Linked DNA regions of Rattus norvegicus: regions 1 and 2 are each linked to region 3. A link is a contact called in public Hi-C data. All regions are on one chromosome and are shown on one strand. The core of a region is the stretch at or near the end of the contact, and the rest is flanking DNA. Distances in the headings are between cores, read along the strand shown. Region 1 overlaps Rad51b (RAD51 paralog B). Region 2 overlaps Rad51b (RAD51 paralog B). Region 3 holds the start of Zfp36l1 (zinc finger protein 36, C3H type-like 1).

Region 1 (3,635 bases), core at 776-3,275, 460 kb before region 3:
GCCTAAAACCTAATTTCTGGTATGATTTTTTGTTCAGTCATTAGAACCAATGTCTGAAGCACAATGTGTCATTAACAGACACGTCATCCTTCTAGAATAATGACAGTGGCTTCTGCACATTTACTGAACATTTACTCACTACCAGGCATTCCATTAAGTATCTTGTATTGATTGTCTCGGTTCACATAAAAATTCTATAAGACAGATACTATTTTGTATGTAGAACATGGGGCTCAACACTTCAGTAACTTTTCCAAGGTCCAGAATGTTGAAGTCACAATTCGAATCCAGCTATATTAAACTATATATTCACGATTTTTGAAGTTTATACTATATATTCACGATTTGAATCCAGTTATATTAAACAGCCATATCACACTATATATTATGAAGTAAGAGGTGAACATAATTTGTTATTAATACTCTTTCACACAAATAGTTGTTATTTGGGGGTGTGTTTGCTGACGTCAGCTCATGTGAGTCTTTCCAGTCTGGATGAGAAATAGCAAAATGAAAGACTGAGAAATGAGAACGGTAACTACTGCATTGGCTCCCGGATCCTGCTCAGCGCTCCTAGAAAGTGTGCAGACAGCTGAGTCTCCCCATCACTGACAACTCTAAGAGTTTTTCTCTGCTAATAGGACCCCTCAGTTCTTAACCTGACCTGTTGTCATCCTCCTCCTCCTCCCTCACCCCTTCATTAAACCACCATGTGTTCTAATTGGTTCAGGGTTTATATGTGGCATTGGTCCATGGTGACAGAGGTGGAGTAGAAAAGCTGGATTACGTGGAAACCTTTCAATGTAGCTAGATATAGAGCACTGGGCTAGCATTCACAAAGCCCTGGGTTCAATCCCAGCACCACAAGAGATTTTGAAAAGGAGGTTATTTTGTTCATGTCAAGATGGCAAACCTGTAAGGTAGCCCTCACAGCAGGTTAAGACGGTTCTATTAGGTACACATGCCAAACACTGAATTGTGCACACGGGGATGTTTCCTTCAGGTGACCAACAAGTTTCCTTCAAGTGTCAGAAGTTTCCTTCTCGTGATGGAAACCCTACACAGAACCTTTGAAAATGATTGCGTTCTTGGAATTTTCTAATAAGAGGATCTTCGTTTTATTCTCTCTCTCTTTACATTGTTTAACAATAGATTTTATTAGTGGAAATTTTTAAGGAAAAGTAAGTTTTCGACTTACTAAATATAAAAGCATTGTATAACATTGGATGATGGGAGCTACATAGTTTAGAGTCTTTTCCAGGAATTTTAAGTGCTGCAAACTTTATTTTTTAGTAAAATTGTGTTAACTTATGTCTTAAATGTATAGCAAAACTACACTTCTTTTGCTACATCAACTAATTTAAAAGGAACCTGTGTCCTTTTAGAGACAAGTCTTATTCCTGATTCACAAATTTGGAAATAAAACTGTCATTGTGGGTATCGGGAAGAAGCCACTGACCTCCAAATGTTAAACGATGACTTTAAAATCGGTGCCAGCAATGTCTTAGATTTGGGAAGCAGTTTTCAAAATCGGTACTTTATAAAATGTGCACGGTGCTTCTTCATTCCGCTTTGCTCTCTGCATTTAGCTAAGACTGTAACACTTCTCAGCTTGCTGGGCATCTGAGACGAATCCACCAGCCATAAGCTGAGGAAAGCCCACCTACTTCTGCTTTCTGGGCCTTGAATAGCTACAGGCCCTGCCTGAAGATATGCTGGTGAGGGTTCAGCAGGGGTTTGCCTACCTGGCATATCACTCTTCTCCTAAACCACAGCCTGCCTTTTGATGGCTCTAATAATTAATTTGGTCTTCTCTCTTTCTTCTCCCTTCCCCCTCCTGTCTGTTCACAGGTTATCTTGACGAATCAAATTACGACCCATCTGAGTGGAGCCCTCCCTTCTCAAGCAGACCTGGTGTCTCCAGCTGATGATTTGTCCCCGTCTGAAGGTAAAGGATCTGTCCTGGGGAGACTGAAACTTGACACTGACTTACAGACTCCTGCCTCCTGTTGAGAGCTAGGAGACATGGCTGGCTACTGGACTCTGGTCAGTGCTGCTGCCTGGAGCCTGGTGATTTAGGCTTGGACATCTTGCAAGGCAGCTGATCTATTCTTGTCTTTGGCTGTCTCTGAGTTTCCTTTGAGGTATCTTCATACCTATCCATCATGCCCCCATGGATGGAGTCTTGTTATCCCTCTGCAGTGCCCCACTTACCAGTTGCTGACTGTTTCTGAGACCGATACTCCAGCATCTCCTTTCCTGGTGGTCCCGTGATGACCTCACCTTTTCTTTGTACTGAGCTCCTCTGGACTGTCTAAAAGTGTGCAGTCGTTCCATGTGCAGGCAATGTGACATTCCCAATCAGCTTTCCAGAAGAAGTATGACAAAGTCTCCACGGGGTGAATCCACCCATTTTCTCTGCCACCTCCTAGCTAAGGTCAGACTAGCTGGGAATTTGAAGGCAGTGAGCCTTGAGTAGTTGGGGGAACTACATCAGCAGCCAAAAGGTGGTTTCTAATTTTGTTGGAAGTCCTCCCTTGACATTTCTGGGCTCTTCTAGTTGCCGTTGAATTTGGGGTATGGCACTATGGGCCTGAGTAGACATACACAGTCCTTCTAGTCCATTTTCCCTTTCTACTTTCTGAGAATTGGTCATGATGGAAGACAGGGGACTTTCAGTCCTGGTGAGGCTCCTGAGTGCCTGGCCAGGTAGGCTTCCTGGATCAGCACCACCTTATTCTCAGCCTGGAAGCCCCATGCGTCTGCTTCTTGGTGTTGTCTTTAGAGTGAAAACTTCCTTCTTCCCAAGCAAGACCTTCAGGCTCCAAGACTGCCTCTTGAATAGAGAAAGTCTCCTGGCCCATACAATTGGTCTCGCTCTCTTCCTCCTCTATGCCTTCTCTACCTTCTCAGCTATGTAAAGAAATGCTCTAAGGTTAACTTGGTAGATCTTGCTTTCTGCTTCTAGAGATTAAATTTAGGGCCACATGCATGTTTTAACAGCAAGCCCTTTACCACCCACTGGAATAAATCCAGCTTAAACTCCTGGATTCTCAGAGACACACACTATGCTGTATTCTTTGTGTCTTCATCTTTTATCTCAGTGACCAAGAAAGGTTGTAGGCATACTGTGAGCAATAAGTAGATATTAAATGATTTCCAATGAAGATACTGACTCTGCCATTTATGTCATTAAAAATCGTTATGACCACACACACACACACACACACACACACACACACACCCCACAGGCACCACATACATAATATACAAAAACACACTCAAATACCATATATGCACTTATCACACACACAATACAACTACATAATATACAACGTGCAAACACACACACACCTACAATATATGAACACATCACACATACACACAATACATATATACACATTATACACAAACATACTCACAAACCATACATACACACACACACACACACACACACACACACACACACACACACACACTTGTTCAGCTCTGAGGAAACCGGAAGAAACTATCTTCCTTCTTTATTTGGAAATAAGTGGATTTCTTTTTCTTAGTTTCCTGCTTCATATTAAGGAAAGAAGTAGAACAAAATGGAGGGGGAAGAAATGGCCTCGGACTCTAGTGTAACGGCAACA
Region 2 (3,917 bases), core at 353-2,852, 360 kb before region 3:
CTGTGTCTATGTGTGTGTGTTTGTGTGTCTGTGTTTGTGTCTATGTGTATGTGTCTCTGTGTGTGTGTCTGTGTGTATTTCTGTGTATGTGTCTTTGGGTCTGTGTGTCTGTGTGTGTGTCTATGTGTGTGTCTGTGTTTCTGTGTCTGTATGTGTGTATGTGTGTGTGTCTTTGTCTGTGTGTGTCTGTGTGTGTTTCTGTGTGTGTCTTTGTGTCTGTGTGTCTGTGTGTGTGTCTGTGTGTGTCTTTGTGTCTGTGTGTCTGTGTGTGTGTCTGTGTTTCTGTGTCTGTCTGTGTGTGTGTCTGTGTTTCTGTGTCTGTGTGTGTCTTTGTGTCTGTGTGTCTGTGTATGTGTGTCTGTGTTTCTGTGTCTGTGTGTGTCTTTGTGTCTGTGTGTCTGTGTCTGTGTATGTGTGTCTGTGTTTCTGTGTGTGTGTGTGTGTGTGTGTGTGTGTGTATGTGTATGTGTGTGTTTTCTTGCTAAGCCTTCACATGTGGGATCTTCATCCTTTTGTTTTGGATTAGAGAGCTCTTAGAGCATCCTTAGTTCCTGAGGTCAGCTGGATCAAGTAGAGTCAAGTCTGCCTTGTAGGGATGGGAGAAACATTTGACTGAACTGTCCATTAAAGCTTCAGTTTGGGGTTGGGGGTTTAGCTCAGTGGTAGAGCGCTTGCCTAGGAAGCGCAAGGCCCTGGGTTCGGTCCCCAGCTCCGAAAAAAAGAACCAAAAAAAAAAAAAGCTTCAGTTTGTGATCTGAGAGTCCCCCCCAGACACTGCTAGGCATGCTTGAGGACTAGGGTTCAGTGAAGCCTGAAGGGTAGAGAATGTACTGCAGCCAGGGAGTGCTGGAGCCAACCCTGCAAAGATGCAGTCATTACAGGAATTCGCAGAGGATGGATATGAAGAGGCTCTCTAGTCCTGTTTCTTCATTTTCCAGATGGGACCGAAGCCTGAGGAGGCCACAGAGGGAGGCTGGAAATTTATTTTGTCAACCGCTTAGATGTCCTCAGCATTCAGGAGACAGAGGGAAAGATGAGGGCCCCAGTGTGCCAGTGCTGTTTGTAGCTGGATCTGAGGCGCTCTCACCTGGGCTAGCCCAAAGTACCAATGTATTCTTTTCTAATTAGAGATTTTGAGGGGAATCTGTATTTTATCTAATCAGAACTTAGAAATTTGGACTTATGCTAGAATGTCCAGAAAATCAGTTCAGGGGAGATTCACCAGGTATTTCCCCCCAAAATGTGCTATTTGGGGTGGTTAAATATATGAGATTAACCATCATTGACATTAACATGCCACTCCCCCCACTTCTTGTGGTGTTCTTTTTCAAACTTGTGTATGATGACCTCTTTACCTCGCTTTTCAGGTTTTATTACATTTCAGCTATATCTGGTATCAGCTGTTCAATCTGTAGTATGCAGAAATGCTGAAGCTTGCCCTTCCAAAATTCTTCCGGGGTCAACTCCCATTATAGCCTACAGCCAGGAAATGAGAGTGTTTCCAGTTCACTGGGAACCATCTTGGCTTTAAGCAGAAATAGGGTCTGAATCATTGCCTAAGAGAGCTTTGTAGATTGTCACAGTTGGCAGCCTCAAGATTTGAGCTAATCCTGGAAATTCCTTAACTTCCCAGAAAGAAGGTTCCACAAGGTCAGTCTGAGGCCCCTCGAGATTAGATGGAACAGATCTGGCAATCTGTGGCCCTTACAGCTGGACGTGGAGATGAATACAATTCACCCCACCCCCCACCCCCGAAGACACTGGCTTTGAGGGGATCCTTATTCTTCATTGCTTTTACTCTGTACAAAGGAAAGTGTTCTGCAGTCCCTGTAGGAGCAGCAAGCAAACGGCGCAGTTCCCATGGTGAAGGCACAGATCAGGCCAACAAAAACAACCTCATTACTACAAAAATGTGCTTCCTCTGGCAGTTGCATAGTCAGTCCTTTATCTCTGGTCCCTGCAACCAACCACTCCCTCACCCCAAAGCCTCATTCTTTATTATTATCCAAGGTCATTATTCTTGAGGCAGGAGCTGCTTCTACAAACAAATATTGGTTTCACTGTCTTACCTCTCCAGCTCTTTGTTGGATGGTCAGCAGTGCATCATTTAGAAAAAGTAAGTGTTGAAGATGAGAGAGATGAGCTATGGCAGGTTTTCTAAAGGTCCAGGCTTATGGGGCTCAGGCGCCAAATTATAAACTCCTGAAACCTGTGTAATCCAATTTTGATTAACTTGAAGATCAGTGCTTTATTATTATTATTATTATTATTATTATTATTATTATTATTAAAATGAACTTCTGTATAAATGGAAAATTGCCACCACAGGGTACACTGGGCCATTGTTCACATAAGGGGGGGGGGGGGACTGGCAAATCCTCTATCTGGAAAAGCCACATCAAGTCCTGTTGTTCCCAGCCTTCTGATACTTTGGGGGACTTAGTATAAATTCCACAGAATATAGGGTGTGTCTCTGGTTCAATCTGAGGCGCAGTTCATGGCACAGTTTGGCAGCTTTACACTTTAAGTTCTTCCTCTACGGCCCGTTCAGTATCTTCCTGCTCCCCAGGTCTCCATCTCTTTAGGCCTTAATGCACCAGGGCCACCTCTTCACTTTGCCTTGTCACACTTGGCTGCCCTGATGCTTCCTGTCATAGGTGGATGGTGGATGACAAGGAACACTCTGTAAGAAGACAAGGGTGCAAGCCATTTCCAGCTTACGAAAGGAATGAGGCCCAGATGGTCAGAGGGACTAGTGAGCACAGTCATCAGGAACTCCTCATCCATCACATACGAGCGGGAAAAATCCTCCTGTCTAAGCATCTCCTTTCCTAGGGAAGGCACTGCGACTCTGGCTAAGAACTTTGTCTAACCTGAGTGCTGCCATCTGAACGCATCCTCCGTCTCAACTCCTGCCCTTTCCCCCTCCGGCCCAGTGCGAGCCTCCCTCCAGACATGCGGATTTCAAAACAGTGCTTAGGAGAAAACCCCACCCTGTCAGCGGATCAGTTTTACAAGCTGACAAGGGACATGTGCACATTTGGAGTCGGGAGAGTGGCCGAGTTGTACTTCCAGTCCAGCCTCTGCTTTGCTAGCTTCGCTTCTCCTTCCTTTGTCTATTTCCCCTATTGCTGAGGAGAAGATAATGAACCTTTCCACCTATCAGGCTCGCTGGAGTGCTATAAAGAATAATGAGGTGATATTTGTAAAGTGCTTTGAGCCGATGGGAAAGAAGAGGGGGCGAGCTAAGCAGAAAGCATTATGAGCTGGAAGCACTTATCAATTGAGCTGCCTAACAAGGACAGGGAGTAAGAATACTCAGAAATGAGTTCCAGGGACCAGCCCTGCTTTGAATTTAGGAGGGGAATTAGTGGGGACCTAATAGGTATCCCACTTCTCCAGTTTCTTTAGTGTAGCATCAGACTAGAAAAGGTAATTGCATTCTTCTATGTCCGATTCAGCCTGTAGTTTCAATTGGGATGTCAGAACGAGCTTGTCTTCTGTTCTCATACTGAGGCTGTGTTATGTCTGGATTGTTAAAGCTGTGGGCATCTTCTGTCCCCCGGGGGATTTTACTCAGGGGGCTATACAAAGTAGTTTCTATGCAGAGGCTGGGCTTGCCGTTTATCAGGCTTATTAGTGGAACTTCTAAGTCTAAAGTGCCTGGGGACCAATTTCACTGAAGGAGAGAAATAAAAGGCAAGGTCTTTATCATGGTCTCTCTCACTGTGTGGCTTCATGGGAATTTTCTCAGGAACTAAGATAGCTCAATGTGCATACAGTATAAATGGGACTTTGATAACCACTGTGGCATCCTTATCCAGGTCAAAATGGGGGACCTGGCTCTAGGTTAAGGTGAGCTTACCAAGTCACTAAAGATATTCAGAGCTTTTTTTTTTTAACCCCTCCTTTCCCAA
Region 3 (3,576 bases), core at 1,028-3,527:
TTCAACCTGCTCCATGCTGACCCGATACGCAGCTTGACCCCCAAAGCCAATTTTTTCACTCGAAAATCCAGGCCCTGGTTCAAACATTCCTTAACTCAGAATCTTTCACACAAGACAGTCCCCTCTAACTTTTCTTCCCCTAACAGAATCAGGTAAACCAGGTTTAGAAGTTTAGAAGACTAAGCACCAGAGCCAAATCCTCTCTCAATCAGTCCCTGCTTACCCGCCATCCCCTCCCCCCACCCCCACACACATAAAATCTAGCCCCACACTCCATTTCCTCTTCCACAAATGTACCCTTCCTTTGGCAACAGGTCTTCAAACTGCACTTTTTCCTTCCTTTCAGAAGGGCCTAGTCTGGGATGTGGGGAGAAGGCTATATGGTGTCTGAAAACACAAATGCATGGCCCCCAAGCTTCAGGAAGGGTACCCCAGACCCTGGGAGGGACAACTCCCAGCATTCCCCACCCCCTTTCACTGGAAAGATGCCTTTGCACTTGGTCTCCTGGCTGCAAGAGAGGTCTGGATAAGAGCTCCAGTGTTTAATCTTGAACCAAAGTGCAGATGAGAACGTACCAGCACACACACACTCCACGACTCAGTCAATTGTGTGTGTTGAAGGGGTGGGGGGAGGTGAGCAGGGACAGGACAAACCCTAGTCACCTGCTCAAACGACCTAAGATTTAGAAAGAGTGGGGGTAGGAAACTTGAAAGTTATCTCCAGGCCCCTGACACATGTGGGTGTGTGTCATTGTGCAAATTCTAAAGTTAGTCCCTTAGGATCAGCAGCAGGGGATCGGGAATCGGTAACCCTGTAACCGCAACCACCCCACCGAGCGGATTACAGGAACCCAGAGGAGAGCCGGTTCCCAACAATGAGGTTCATTTAAAAAGTCCTGCGGGGGGAGGGGGCAAAAGAAAGAGAAATAGATCAAAGAGCGGGCAGCAGGGACGAGAAGGATGGAGTTGCCTAGCTCAGGCAGCCGCCGGGGCAAACAGACTTGGAAAAACGCAGGGAGGGAAAGAAGCCGAAAATGCAAAGTTTTGATGTTGCTCTACTGCTCCGGCAAGGCCCTGCACCCCAACCCTGCAGCCCTGGGGCCTTGGCAGCTGCATCGACAGGAGCAGCAAGCTAGGAAGAGAGCAACATGACCCGACGTGTTTAAGGGAAGGCAAAAACAGTTCAGCAATTAAAAGTAGCCTAGCAGCTTCAGCCTTTCAAATTGGGGGGTTGGGGGATGTAGAGTGGGTAAAAAATTAACAACATCCACAGAGTTGAACATTTCAACCGCACTCTTGGAACATTACGGTTTTAAAAGTTTGTGTTTTGTTTTGCTTTCCGAAAACCTGACTGGCAAACTACCCCATTTTGGCCCTCTTAAATCCTAACTGGCGGGAACTTGAGGTCTGGCAGCATTTTGTTCCCCTATTCCTTAGTCAACGAACCGTAGTGCCTCACACACAGGTAAGCAAACACTTTCAGCCCAAAGTTTGCAGCATGATCGACCAGCTCTCGCGGAGGAAGCCTAGTTCAGCTGGGGCGGACAAACTCCACTACAGAGTCACTTTGCCTACATCTTTTTGAACCTTAAGTTGGTCTTTTTTCTTCGCCGCATTACCTATTAGCCTCCCAAAGCAGACAAGAAAATTCTCCCAGTCACATACCGCCCTAAGTCTTGGTTTTTCCTAGAGACCCCTACGCCACAGGCTAGCAAAAGGTGTTGAGTAACCTCGAACACCTCCAGCGGGCACAGAAAACCCAGAGTGCACACCGTGAAGCCGAACCCATCCGCTTACCCCAGCTCCAGCGGTGCACCATGCAGAAAAGAACCCTTCAAAATTTGTCCCAATCCTAACCACTGTTCCGCACTTCCTTGCCCCGCAAACTGGAGCAGTCGCCCAGAACTTTGCTCCCCGAATTCATATAGAACTTCACCTGGGACCTGAAACTTGGGAGTGAGGACGACATGACCAAATTCCTTCACCATGGAGGGAAACACAAGCAATGAGTCCTTCACTCCCTCTACGCTGTTTCCCCAGACCCAAACTTTTAGTTTCTTTAAGCCCAAGAGAAACTTTCAAAAAGCCAACGCTCCGCCCTACTTTACCTTGCATAAAACTTCGCTCAAGTCGAAAATGGTGGCGGACACGAGGGTGGTGGTCATCGTGGGCGTTCGCACGGGGCAAGGACTAGGATCTGTTGTGTCGTGAAGGTCCCGGTGCGGGGAAGGCGCAGCCTCCGGCTCTCCGGTCAGGAGTCCCACACGCCTGCTCCCGGCGCCCCTCGCCTTTCTGACTCTCCCGGGCTGCGGCGAGCAAAGCCCAATTTATAAGATATGAGGGTTGGGAGGGTGGAAGGAGGAGCTTTAAACTTATTTAAATGAAGAAGAGGAGGTGGAAAAAAAGTTGATTGACACCGAGGTTGAATCAGCCATGCGGTCAAGAGGGAGGGAGGGGGAGGGAGGGAGGAAAGAAACTTTCAAAAGGAAGAAGGGGGAGGGAGACGAGGAAAGAAGGCGGAAAAAAAAAAAAAGCACTCGGAGCGGCGCAAAACTTTTTTTTCTTAAAGAGGAAAAGTTTCGAGTCCGCGGGCTCCGCTCCCGGGCTCTGGGGGCGCCCCTCCCCTGGGCCGAGCCGGGCAGAGGGGGAGGGGGGCCCACCCTTTGTCAGCCTCGCTGCTCGGCTCTGTGACATCACTCATTCCACCCCCTTCTGAGTTCTGGTTGTTGTGTTTGTTGATTTTTTTTTTTTTTTTAAGGGTTGGAAGGCGGGCTCGACTCTCTTCCCCCAACCCCCCTTTCTCTCCTCTCCTCTCTTACTCTTTTTTTCTCTAGCAGGAGCTGAAGCTGGTCCCGAGCGGGCCAGGGCTGCGGTTTCCATCTTGAGCTAGTGTCCCTTGAAACTTCTCCAAGTTCCCGCACGACTTACCGTCTCCTGACTTCCCTGTCCACACCCGGCTACCCATCGCAAAACGAGCCGGGAGAGGAGTTTAGGAATGCGGAGCACCCCAAATGTTCGAGTCAAGAGTTTTATGTTTGTTGTTTCCCACCAATGGGAAAGAGAAGTAGGGGTGACCAGAGAAACTTTTCCTCCCGGAGAGCCCAGCCTGGCGGGGGCGAGAGCAGCAGGATTTTGCGCGCAGCGCTCGTGTACACGCGTGCTGGCCCGCAGCCTGCGCTGGCCCGGTAGGGTGGGGGCACCGTGGACTAGACCACTGCCTGGGCAGAATTCTTTTAGACAGACCTAGTTGGGGCGTCTCGTTCACACAACCGATCTTTAAACTTGCTACTACAGAAAAATCCAGATTTTCATGGGCGCCCCTTGAAAATAAAAGAGCAACAAGTCACTTTCCGCGCGCGCTTTGAATTCGGGCTACCTCCTCCACACATCCCCGAATGTTAAAAACAAGGGGAAAGAAGTTACTTTGGTAAGAAGGAAGGTAGAGGTGGGGGAAGCGACACTTTTAACTTCTTGCTGCTCTCCCGCCCCCACGCGAACGGAACATATGGCTTGTCACTATGCCCTGTTTGGGGGTGCCAAGCAATAAGACCCACGGAACCCAATGGCCTTCAATGA

The links. Hi-C and Micro-C count contacts between places; a contact is called where the count stands out from the background.
Region 1: a Hi-C map of psoas muscle shows a contact between it and region 3, with 9 times the contacts expected there. The contact joins the enhancer-like site here to the promoter of Zfp36l1 in region 3. A contact is called at or near these places in 2 of 12 Hi-C or Micro-C datasets (liver and psoas muscle).
Region 2: a Hi-C map of the A7r5 cell line shows a contact between it and region 3, with 2.0 times the contacts expected there. The contact joins the enhancer-like site here to the promoter of Zfp36l1 in region 3. A contact is called at or near these places in 1 of 12 Hi-C or Micro-C datasets (the A7r5 cell line) and 1 of 1 datasets of contacts at active chromatin or transcription factors (oligodendrocytes).

What each region holds. Positions count from the first base shown.
Region 1 is chr6:104,209,621-104,213,255 of GRCr8, forward strand. It overlaps Rad51b (RAD51 paralog B), which reads left to right. Exons shown (of 11, transcript NM_001399175.1): 8 at 1,852-1,948. Among named protein-coding and RNA genes, the nearest start is that of Atp5pdl1, 220 kb to the right of the region's middle. Within about 2 kb of position 2,026, at least 11 of the 93 cell types and tissues checked have an H3K27ac peak or open chromatin away from gene starts, as enhancers often do.
Region 2 is chr6:104,306,464-104,310,380 of GRCr8, forward strand. All of the region lies in intron 8 of Rad51b (RAD51 paralog B), which reads left to right. The region is part of intron 1 of LOC134479408 (a long non-coding RNA gene); the gene reads right to left. Among named protein-coding and RNA genes, the nearest start is that of Atp5pdl1, 120 kb to the right of the region's middle. Within about 2 kb of position 1,603, at least 23 of the 93 cell types and tissues checked have an H3K27ac peak or open chromatin away from gene starts, as enhancers often do. A contact at or near this core is called in the A7r5 cell line, where this site is marked.
Region 3 is chr6:104,666,413-104,669,988 of GRCr8, forward strand. It overlaps Zfp36l1 (zinc finger protein 36, C3H type-like 1), which reads right to left and starts at 2,278. Exons shown (of 2, transcript NM_017172.2): 1 at 2,109-2,278. The coding sequence starts at 2,165.